Linked DNA regions of Sus scrofa: regions 1 and 2 are each linked to region 3. The links are chromatin contacts, called in public promoter capture Hi-C maps. All regions are on one chromosome and are shown on one strand. Each heading gives the region's core, a stretch centred on a gene start, on an enhancer-like site or on the middle of the called end of the contact. The rest is flanking DNA. Distances are from core to core; before and after follow the strand shown. Region 1 holds the start of OAZ1 (ornithine decarboxylase antizyme 1). Region 2 holds the start of REXO1 (RNA exonuclease 1 homolog). Region 3 holds the start of MKNK2 (MAP kinase-interacting serine/threonine-protein kinase 2).

Region 1 (2,815 bases), core at 105-2,604, 210 kb after region 3:
GAGCAAGGCCAGAACCCTCGTCCTCATGAATATTGGTTAGGTTCCTTAACCACTGAGCCATGACAGGAACTCCTGCAGTCTGATTCTTAACCCACTGTGCCATAGCAGGAATTCCCACATTCCTTTTTATATTCTGGTTTATCACAGGATATTGAATAGCGTTACCTGTGCTATACAGTAGGTCTCTGTTGTTTATCCATCCTATACACACTAGTTTGCACTCCCAAACTCCCAATCCTTCCCTCTGCCTCTGTTGAGTTTTAATAATGTTTATAGGGAAGTACTAAATTAGACACTTACATTACTTATAAATACCATGTAAGTAAACAATGAATTTTGCATTCCACATGGAAGGGAATTTGGGGACACATGCGGATTCAGCCACATGTTTTGGAGAGTATATTTCTATAAGTTTTGTAATAATTCAAGGTCCTTTTGTGGAAAGTTTGTGTCTCCAACCCCAATGGGCACAGTAGATTGGAAATAAAAGAGACGAAAGTGAGAGGCAGGGACTGAAAAGACAAAGAAAAAAGTAGGAGTAGCTTCAGTTCCTTGTAACACTTTGCAGACTCTGTGCCTAAACCCTAAAAGCGTGAAAGAAAAGAGACCTGCAAAGAATATTTTTTTTGCTTGGGGCAAAATTTAGTTCACCCATGGAATAGCTTTGTGAGTTCATCTTCAAGGAGAAGCATTTCTGCTTCAGTCCAAATGTGACAAGAAATATTTTACTAAATTTGAGTAATACCTTTAACACTGAAACTTCTCTTTTTAAACTGTAAATTGTTTCAATATGTGAAGGAGCAAATCCAGAAAATCATCTTTGGGAAAGATCATTACTAGGTTACTACAGAAAATAATTCTGTCTTATGCTGCGATGAGAGGGCTGGGACCCTTTCCTCCAAATACCCAGGACCTTTGTCGTCAGAGCCGCCTGGGGGAGGGAGTCCCTCAGGGGGAAGGGACCCCAGCGAGGGAGCCGGGGACCATGGTGGAGACGTGGCCACAACGAGACACCCCTCAAGCAGGCCCAACCAGGCGCCCCCGCCCCAGGCCCGGCTGTGGGGGGGAGGCCGGGGCGGGGCGCGCGCCGCGCACTCCCGTCACGACGGGAGCCCCGCCCTTTCCGCGCGCCCGCAGAATTACGACAGCGGCGGGGGGGCGGGGCCCGAAGCCTTTTGCCCAATCCAAGGGGCGGCTCCACGCGAGTCCGTCGCGTTTCACCAATCAGATGCCGAGAGGGGCGGGCACACCTGGATTTCCTGGCGGCACCGCCCCCTCGTGCGGCCGCGTTCCCGCGGAGCGTGGGCGTGGCCTACGCGTGATGCCTATAAAAGCGGGCGGCGGTGGCGGCGCCATTTTGCGAACGGCGAGCAGCGGCGGCGGCGCGGAGAGGCGCAGCGGAGGTTTTCCTGGTTTCGGACCCCAGCGGCCGGATGGTGAAATCCTCCCTGCAGCGGATCCTCAACAGCCACTGCTTCGCCAGAGAGAAGGAGGGGGATAAACCCAGCGCCACCGTCCACGCCACCCGCACCATGCCGCTCCTCAGCCTGCACAGCCGCGGAGGCCGCAGCAGCGAGAGGTGAGCGCCCCGCCCCCGCCCGAAGCTTCCAGAAGCGGCTCCGCGCAGGCCCGCAGGGGGCAGGCGGCGGGGCGCCACGGAAGTCCCGGGAGCGCGAGGTCCGCCCCTTTGTCGATGCCACAGTCGCGCGGGGGGCGGGTTCTTGGCGGGATGGGGGCGGGGCCCGGGGGCGGGACTGGGAGCGTGGGTTGTGTCTCAGGTTCGGTTGCCCGACGGATGGTGTATCCCGTTGAGTTTGAGGGACACTGGAGTCTTTGGATTGGGGACTTCAGGTACCTGGTCGGGTTTAGGGGAGCACGGGAGTCTCTGGGTTGGGGGCTTCAGGTATCTGCTCGGGTTGCGGGGGGGCACGGGAGGTCACGGGCTGGGGACGTGAGATTCCGTGGCCAGGTTTGGGGCAGCGGGACCCGAAGTGGAGTCGGGTCCCGAGAATCTGTGATTTGCCGATGCGGAGGGTTTGATCGTTCTGCGGCTGGACGAATTCGGCCGAGCCACCCCCGCCCCCGGACGTGGCCCCGGGACGCGGCGGTCCTGGGCGCCACGTAGACGGCGCCCGGGGCCCTTCTCAGGGTGGTGGCCGGACCGCCCCCTCCCCCGTTGGGCGGTGGAGGGCGGGGGTCCAGGTGAGCTGCGGTTCGCGAGCTACTTGACGACTGCCCCGGGAGATTTCCGCGGCCAGACCCCGAGCCGTGATGCAGACGTCGGCGTGTCGGGGCGCCCCGGATGGGAGCTGAGCAAAATGGAGGCGACTTTGGGCCCTGTTTACACTGCGCAGCAAATGGCTGCTGGCGCTGCCGGTTGCGCGATTGTGAAAATCTCCCCCGGGGCCGAGGGCCTCTCTGCTGAGATGACGCAACCCGAGGCCGCTGGGAGTGCGCGGGAGGGCGTCTCTGCGGGCCTGTCCCCGCAGCGCTCGCGTGGGTCCGAACGGGCCCCTCGCTTCCCAGCAGGTGTGGACGATGAAAGGGTCGAGGCCTGGGCTGCTTCTGTGAAAAGACAGGTTCCTGGATCACTAGGAAAAGGCTGCTGGATTTCGAGGTCTCCACTGCAGCCTGAAAAGTGGAAAAGGGGAAGCTGAAGCCGCTCGACTTAGAAGTGGGAAGTAGAACCTGATGCAGGCTTGGCTTGAGACAGTTTGTGGTGGTCTTAAGATAAAGGGTGAGACAGCCACCCAGGGGATGAATTGGGCCCTTAGCCAGCATTACCCCCCACCGCCACTCCAGAAGTTGGATTTGA
Region 2 (2,700 bases), core at 174-2,673, 180 kb before region 3:
GAGTTGAAAAAGGACACCGGGAGGCCGTTGACACTCAGCTGGGGGTAAGGCACCGCTGGAAACTAAGGCACCTGTGGGCCAGGCCAGCTTCCCTCCTCAGGGGTAAGTTCCTGAGAGCAGGGCCCACAATGCACACAGCCCCAGGCCTGGCACAAATGTGGAGCCAGGCAACCAATGCTTGCATCTGGCTGGCTGTGAACAGTGGGTGGCAGGTGCAAAAAGTCAGGACAAACTTACAATGGAAATTTGAGAAAATGCTACCCCCTCCTTTTTTTTTTCTGGCAAAATGGGAGAACAAGCCCATTATTTAATCTTAGCAAGGGCGCTCCTCTTTGAAAGTTAAAAGGCTCTGAGATGGGGATTCTTTCATGGGGAAAGAGAGAGGATGCCGAATGAAGAATATGAGCCTGAAAGAAAAGGGGAGCCCAGTCCTGAAGGACAGGAGCCCCAGTGAGAGCCCGAGTTCCCCTCCGGAGTAAGGACATCCCTGCAAGCCTTTCCTCGCGGTGCCCCTCTTTTTGCCCCCATTCTTAACAGCTCAAGTCCCACACTCCCCACAAGCAGCGTGACCCCGGGCAGCTCTCACCGAACTCTGCCGCGACATTGATAATCACCACGGTACTGTAATGCTCAATCTAGAAACGTTCACTTGGAAGCCTGACCCCCACCCCAACACACACACAAGCAAGTGGATATGTTGGCACACGGCTCAACACACAGCCCAGGTTCCTAAGCAAGATCCTCTAGACTGCTACTGTAAACAAGAGAGGCCACAATCAGCGGCGCGGCGGCCGAAGAAGCGCAGAAGTAAACAAGGGCTGCCACGAGCACTCGGGGCCGGGGAGGCGGCGGGAACGGTTCCCCCGGCATGAGCTCGGGCCTGCCAACCAGTGTCGGCCGCGCTCCTTTCCCGAGCCCGGCGCGCTCCACCCTTGCGACGCCTCTAGGAGAACGGGTCCCTTCGTTGTTTACGTTTTGCACTCGTTGAAGCAGAGGTTTGCAGAGGTCGCTCAACGTGGGCCCCGGGTAGGTGGCCCGGACTTGGGGACACGTCGCCCGCGAGCGAGAGAGAAGAAGGTTGGGCGGGGAACTGGGGGCCAAGGAAGCCCGGGCGCCGGAGTGCTGAGCCCGGGGCGGGCATTACCTGCTGCGGGGGACGCCGCTCCGCCTCCCCCGGGTGCGCCCGGGCTCCGGGCCCCGCGGTGCCGGAAGTGGCAGTAGGGCCGCCGGCAGGGCCCCCCGGGCGCCCCAGCCCAATACGGGCAGTCGATGGCCCGGAAAAAGCCGGTGGAACGTAGCATGGTCCGTCCCGCGGCGGGGCCGCGGCCCGGAGCCGCCCGGGCCCACGGGCCCCTCACTGGCGCCGCGGTCGCCGCCGCCCGCGCCTCACGGACCCCGCTGCCGCCGCCATCTTGCTCCGAGGTCCCCGGAGGCCCCCGGGACGCCGCCGCAAGGGACCTCGGGAGCAGCTGCCCGAAGTGCGCCTGATCAGAAACACCTGCTCCCGCGGCCCCAAGGAGGGTCATGGACCCATGGCCCAGGACAGGCAGTCGCGGGGGTAGGGGTGGTGGGGGCGAGACGCCCTGCCTACTGTCTCCGGGAGCCTCGCCGGCGCCGCCGCCTGGCCCTCGGTGGCGGCAACAGCGCCATCTTGAGCCCCAGACCCCTGCGGCGCCTGGAGCTGTCCACGGCACGCCTGATCAAAAAAAAAAAAAAAGGCCCCCCTCATAGTCCAGCTGTGGCTTAGGTGCATTTAATTAGTTTTATTAGCACGTCTCCCTGAGGCGCCCTCTGCTGGTCAACACGAGTCCTGCGGGCGTGTCTCACCTGCACCTGGAGATCTGCACCGGAGTTACCCAGCTCAGGCTCTGAAACTCAACTCCGCCCGGGTTGACTTCGAATTAGTGCTCACGTTTTGCACTCGTTGAAGCAGAGGCTTGCGGAGGTCCCTCGACTTGGGCTCCGGGTGGACTCCCACTGGACTCTTGTCTGAAATCTCATCCCCAGGTCCACCAGCGGAACCCTATTCCGATTTACTCATTTGTCCACCAAATATTGACCCTAAACCGTATTTTATCTGTTCATCAGATAATAGATATTCAGGTGGTTTCCGCCTGTTTGTTGTGAATTGAGCCTCTGTGAACATGTGTGTATATGTATCTGAGTACCAGTTTTGTTTCAGTACTAGTTTTTCAAATGATGTAAATTTGTTTGTTGCCCTTTATTTAAATTGGGGGAGATGCTTCATAAAACTACAATTCCCAGCCTGCCCGCCAGCTGGCAATTGCCAAGGATCCCCGTGTGAGCACAGGGTGGGGGTGCAGTCTGTGCAGGTCATCTCCTCCCTCTCCCAGCCCATCTATCCTTACCTCAGCCACCTGGCCCCGGTGGCATTTGGGCCTGAGACCCCTCACCCCAGGGGTCTCTCGATGCCAGCGCCTCTTCCACCGCCAAGAGGAGGGAGGACCCCTCAGCCTGGCCCTGACAATGCTAGTGAGGTGAAGTCAGGTCACCCCTGAGCTTGCACTTACTAGATGCTTCCTCTGTACTCACTGACTGACCTTGGTTATTTACTCAACAAATATTTACCAAGGACCTACTATGTGAGTGCCAGACCCAGTGCTAGAGACATCAGTGAACAAAGCATAGATCCCCACCCTGGCAGTAGTAGCGTTCTAGAAGAGAGACAGCAGGAGATCA
Region 3 (2,700 bases), core at 63-2,562:
AATGGACATGCATGCACGCGTGAACACACACACCTAGGTCCTGCCTTCTCTACAGGGCAACAGGTCCCTGCCCAGGGAAGCCATTACGTAACACAGCTAGCAAGGTGGGGTGGCCGCTGCGCTGACATCACTGCGTCCCCTGGGCCGGGCCCTATGGGCCACTGCCTAGCACCTGCCTGTGCCCCCCTTCCCCCTGCCCCAGACTCGTTCATCTGAGACCAGGACTTGGCGGCCACAGCCAGGGGGCCCCAGCAGAAACTTCCCGCTCTGACAGGAAATAGCACTCTGGCCTAGGGTGTCTGGAAGGTGGAGGACTGGGAGAGCATTCAATCCACTGCCCCATTCTGCAGACCACCTAGGAGGGCGTGGGGGTGCCTGCAGCCCTGCCTGGGGTTTCTGGAGGAAGGACTCCACAGACCCCACAGGCCCCATGACGCTGGGGTCAGGACTGTGGCCTGCAGATGCCCCAGTGCACACTCAGCAGGGGTCTTCAGGAGACACAAATCCAGGGGCCCCCACAGGCGGGGGAGGGGGGGCAGCAGAGGAAAGACCTTACTGGCCCCAGGGCGCTAGGGACTGAACTGTGTGGCCTACTGAACGCCCTCCCCCCCAGTATACCCCTGGCTGGGGTTTGCGGGGAACACATAGGAAGGATCCCCATAGGCCAGACTCCTAGAAGAAAGACCCACAGGCCCCAGGATATCAGAGACGGGACTGCGGCCAATTGAACACCCCTACCAGTGCACAGCTGAAGCAGCCCCAGGAGCGGGGTGGGGTGCTGCCCCGAGCTCCCGAGGGATCCTGGGGTCGGGCTCCCGCGCCCTGCCACCGGCCACTCCAGTGGTACGGCCGAGGCGCCCCCAAACCGATCCGGCCCTCACCTTGAACGAACGGTGGAAGCCCTGAAGTTCGGCTGTTTTCTTCTGCACCATCTTCTGTCCGGGCCCCGCCAGCGGGGGAGGGGACGAGGGGCCCGGGGGCGGCCCGTGGGCGGGGGGGCGGCCGAGAAGGGGACCCTGTGGGCGGGAGCAGACAAAGGAGGGCGTTGAGTGGCCGCGGCCAGCGCGCCGGGAGCCCAGGCCAGGGCGGCGAGGCTCCGTGGGGCCCGATCCCCGCGCCTGGGTTGGAGCCAGGCTGGGGTCACCGGGCCGCACTCACCGGGGTCGGGCTCGGGCCGGGGCCGCAATGCCGCCGCCCGAGACGCGCCGCAGCCCGGACCCCGCTGCGCGGACCGCGCGGGGAACAGCGCCGCCACCGCCGCTGCCGCCACCGCGGACTCCTCCGTCAGGGCCGCCACCGCCGAGAGGAGCCGGGCGCGCCGCGTCGCCACCACCTTTATAGCCAAGTTCGGCCCCGCCCCGACGCAGACCCCGCCCCTCATGACCCGCCCTTGTGCGCACGACGGGGGCGGGGCTGAAAGGCCGCTCTAGCCGTGGGGCGTGTCTGCGCGCGTGCGCCTTGCAGTGCTCCGGGTTTCTGGCGCGGGACCGGGCAAGATCCTGACGCAGCCGGAGACTCGAGGAAGCCCGCGGGACCCTGGCACTGAGCCAAAGCCCGGCCCTGCCCTCTGGCAACAACATTAGTCTATTGGCCGGGGCTAAGATACACTGACTCCTTTTAGCCACTCTCCTGCTCCAGAACCTGCCATGGCTCCCTCTTGCATCTTTGCTTGAGAACCTGGTGTGTCTCCTTTTCAGCTTCTTGATCCTGGCCCCAGCTATCGTGCAGGAGCACCCCAACTGGCTTAGAGGCTTAGCCGCCTCCCCAGATTGCTCCCCCAAAGTTCACCCTATTATTGGCTTGAAAAGGGGACCACTGGAGTTCCCTTGTGGCACAGCAGATTAAAGATAGGGCGTTGTCCTGCTCTGGCTTTGGTCGCTGCTGTGGCGTGGGTTTGATCCCTGGACCATTCGCAGCCAAAATAAAAGAAGAAGTAAAGAATAGGGGACTGCAGTCAGGCATGGGGACTGAGCTCTATGAAGGACTGTCCTTCAGTCCTGCAAAGAAGTGTTTCCCCTGACTGATGGAGAAAAAGGCCAAGGGGTGGGGGCCACAGAACAAAAAGCAAAACACAACCCCGTTTCAGCTGAGGCCCTGACCCAGATCTGAGAGCTTCAGTTCATCCTGAGCCGGGCCAGCTCCCTGTCTCTGTCCCCACAGCCCTGTGGTGCATGGTCCTTAGACCTGGGCCTGGCCACGTGGGGGCACAGGTCTGGACTGTCCTCCCTCTCCTCCAGGCCCCAGTCTATCCTTCCAGGGGCTTCTCACCCTGCCCCAGCTATCCCCCAACCAGGCCTGAACTGGGTGATCACCTTCCCTTTGAGGCTGCCTCAAGTTACATGCTGCCCCCCAAGGCTACAGCTCAAGGCACAGGAGCTGTGAGGGCTGACCTCAGTCCTCTGGAATGTTTGGTGGGACCTGCAGGGAACTCCCCAGCCAGCCCCCAGCCCTCACCTGACCCATGCACGCATGGGTGTTGTGTGTGTGTGTGTGTGTGTGTGTGTGTGTGTGTGTGTGTGTGACCTTGGCTCCAGGTGTTTGGGGTGGGGCTGCTAGACCGGCCTGCCCAGGAGGCCTCAGTCTCCCCCCACACCATCCCACCCCTCTCCTCACCTGGCTGTCCCTTCCCACTCATGCCCGGGAGCCAGGATCCTCTCTGTGTGTACAGTCACCTGTGCTTTGGGATGGCTGGTGGGTACA

What was found. Promoter capture Hi-C pulls out the DNA fragments that hold promoters and counts their contacts.
Region 1: a promoter capture Hi-C map of liver shows a contact between it and region 3, with 2.8 times the contacts expected there. The contact joins the promoter of OAZ1 here to the promoter of MKNK2 in region 3. A contact is called at or near these places in 2 of 5 promoter capture datasets (fetal liver and liver) and 1 of 2 datasets of contacts at active chromatin or transcription factors (alveolar macrophages).
Region 2: a promoter capture Hi-C map of fetal skeletal muscle shows a contact between it and region 3, with 3 times the contacts expected there. The contact joins the promoter of REXO1 here to the promoter of MKNK2 in region 3. A contact is called at or near these places in 1 of 5 promoter capture datasets (fetal skeletal muscle), 7 of 47 Hi-C or Micro-C datasets (alveolar macrophages, embryonic fibroblasts, heart right ventricle and 2 more) and 2 of 2 datasets of contacts at active chromatin or transcription factors (alveolar macrophages and skeletal muscle).

Annotation. Positions count from the first base shown.
Region 1 is chr2:76,295,165-76,297,979 of Sscrofa11.1, reverse strand. OAZ1 (ornithine decarboxylase antizyme 1) reads left to right here and starts at 1,354. Exons shown (of 6, transcript NR_125342.1): 1 at 1,354-1,579; 2 at 2,530-2,737.
Region 2 is chr2:76,692,992-76,695,691 of Sscrofa11.1, reverse strand. It overlaps REXO1 (RNA exonuclease 1 homolog), which reads right to left and starts at 1,423. Exons shown (of 16, transcript XM_003123002.4): 1 at 1,145-1,423. The coding sequence starts at 1,301.
Region 3 is chr2:76,508,914-76,511,613 of Sscrofa11.1, reverse strand. MKNK2 (MAP kinase-interacting serine/threonine-protein kinase 2) reads right to left here and starts at 1,312. Exons shown (of 15, transcript XM_021084205.1): 1 at 1,159-1,312; 2 at 882-1,016.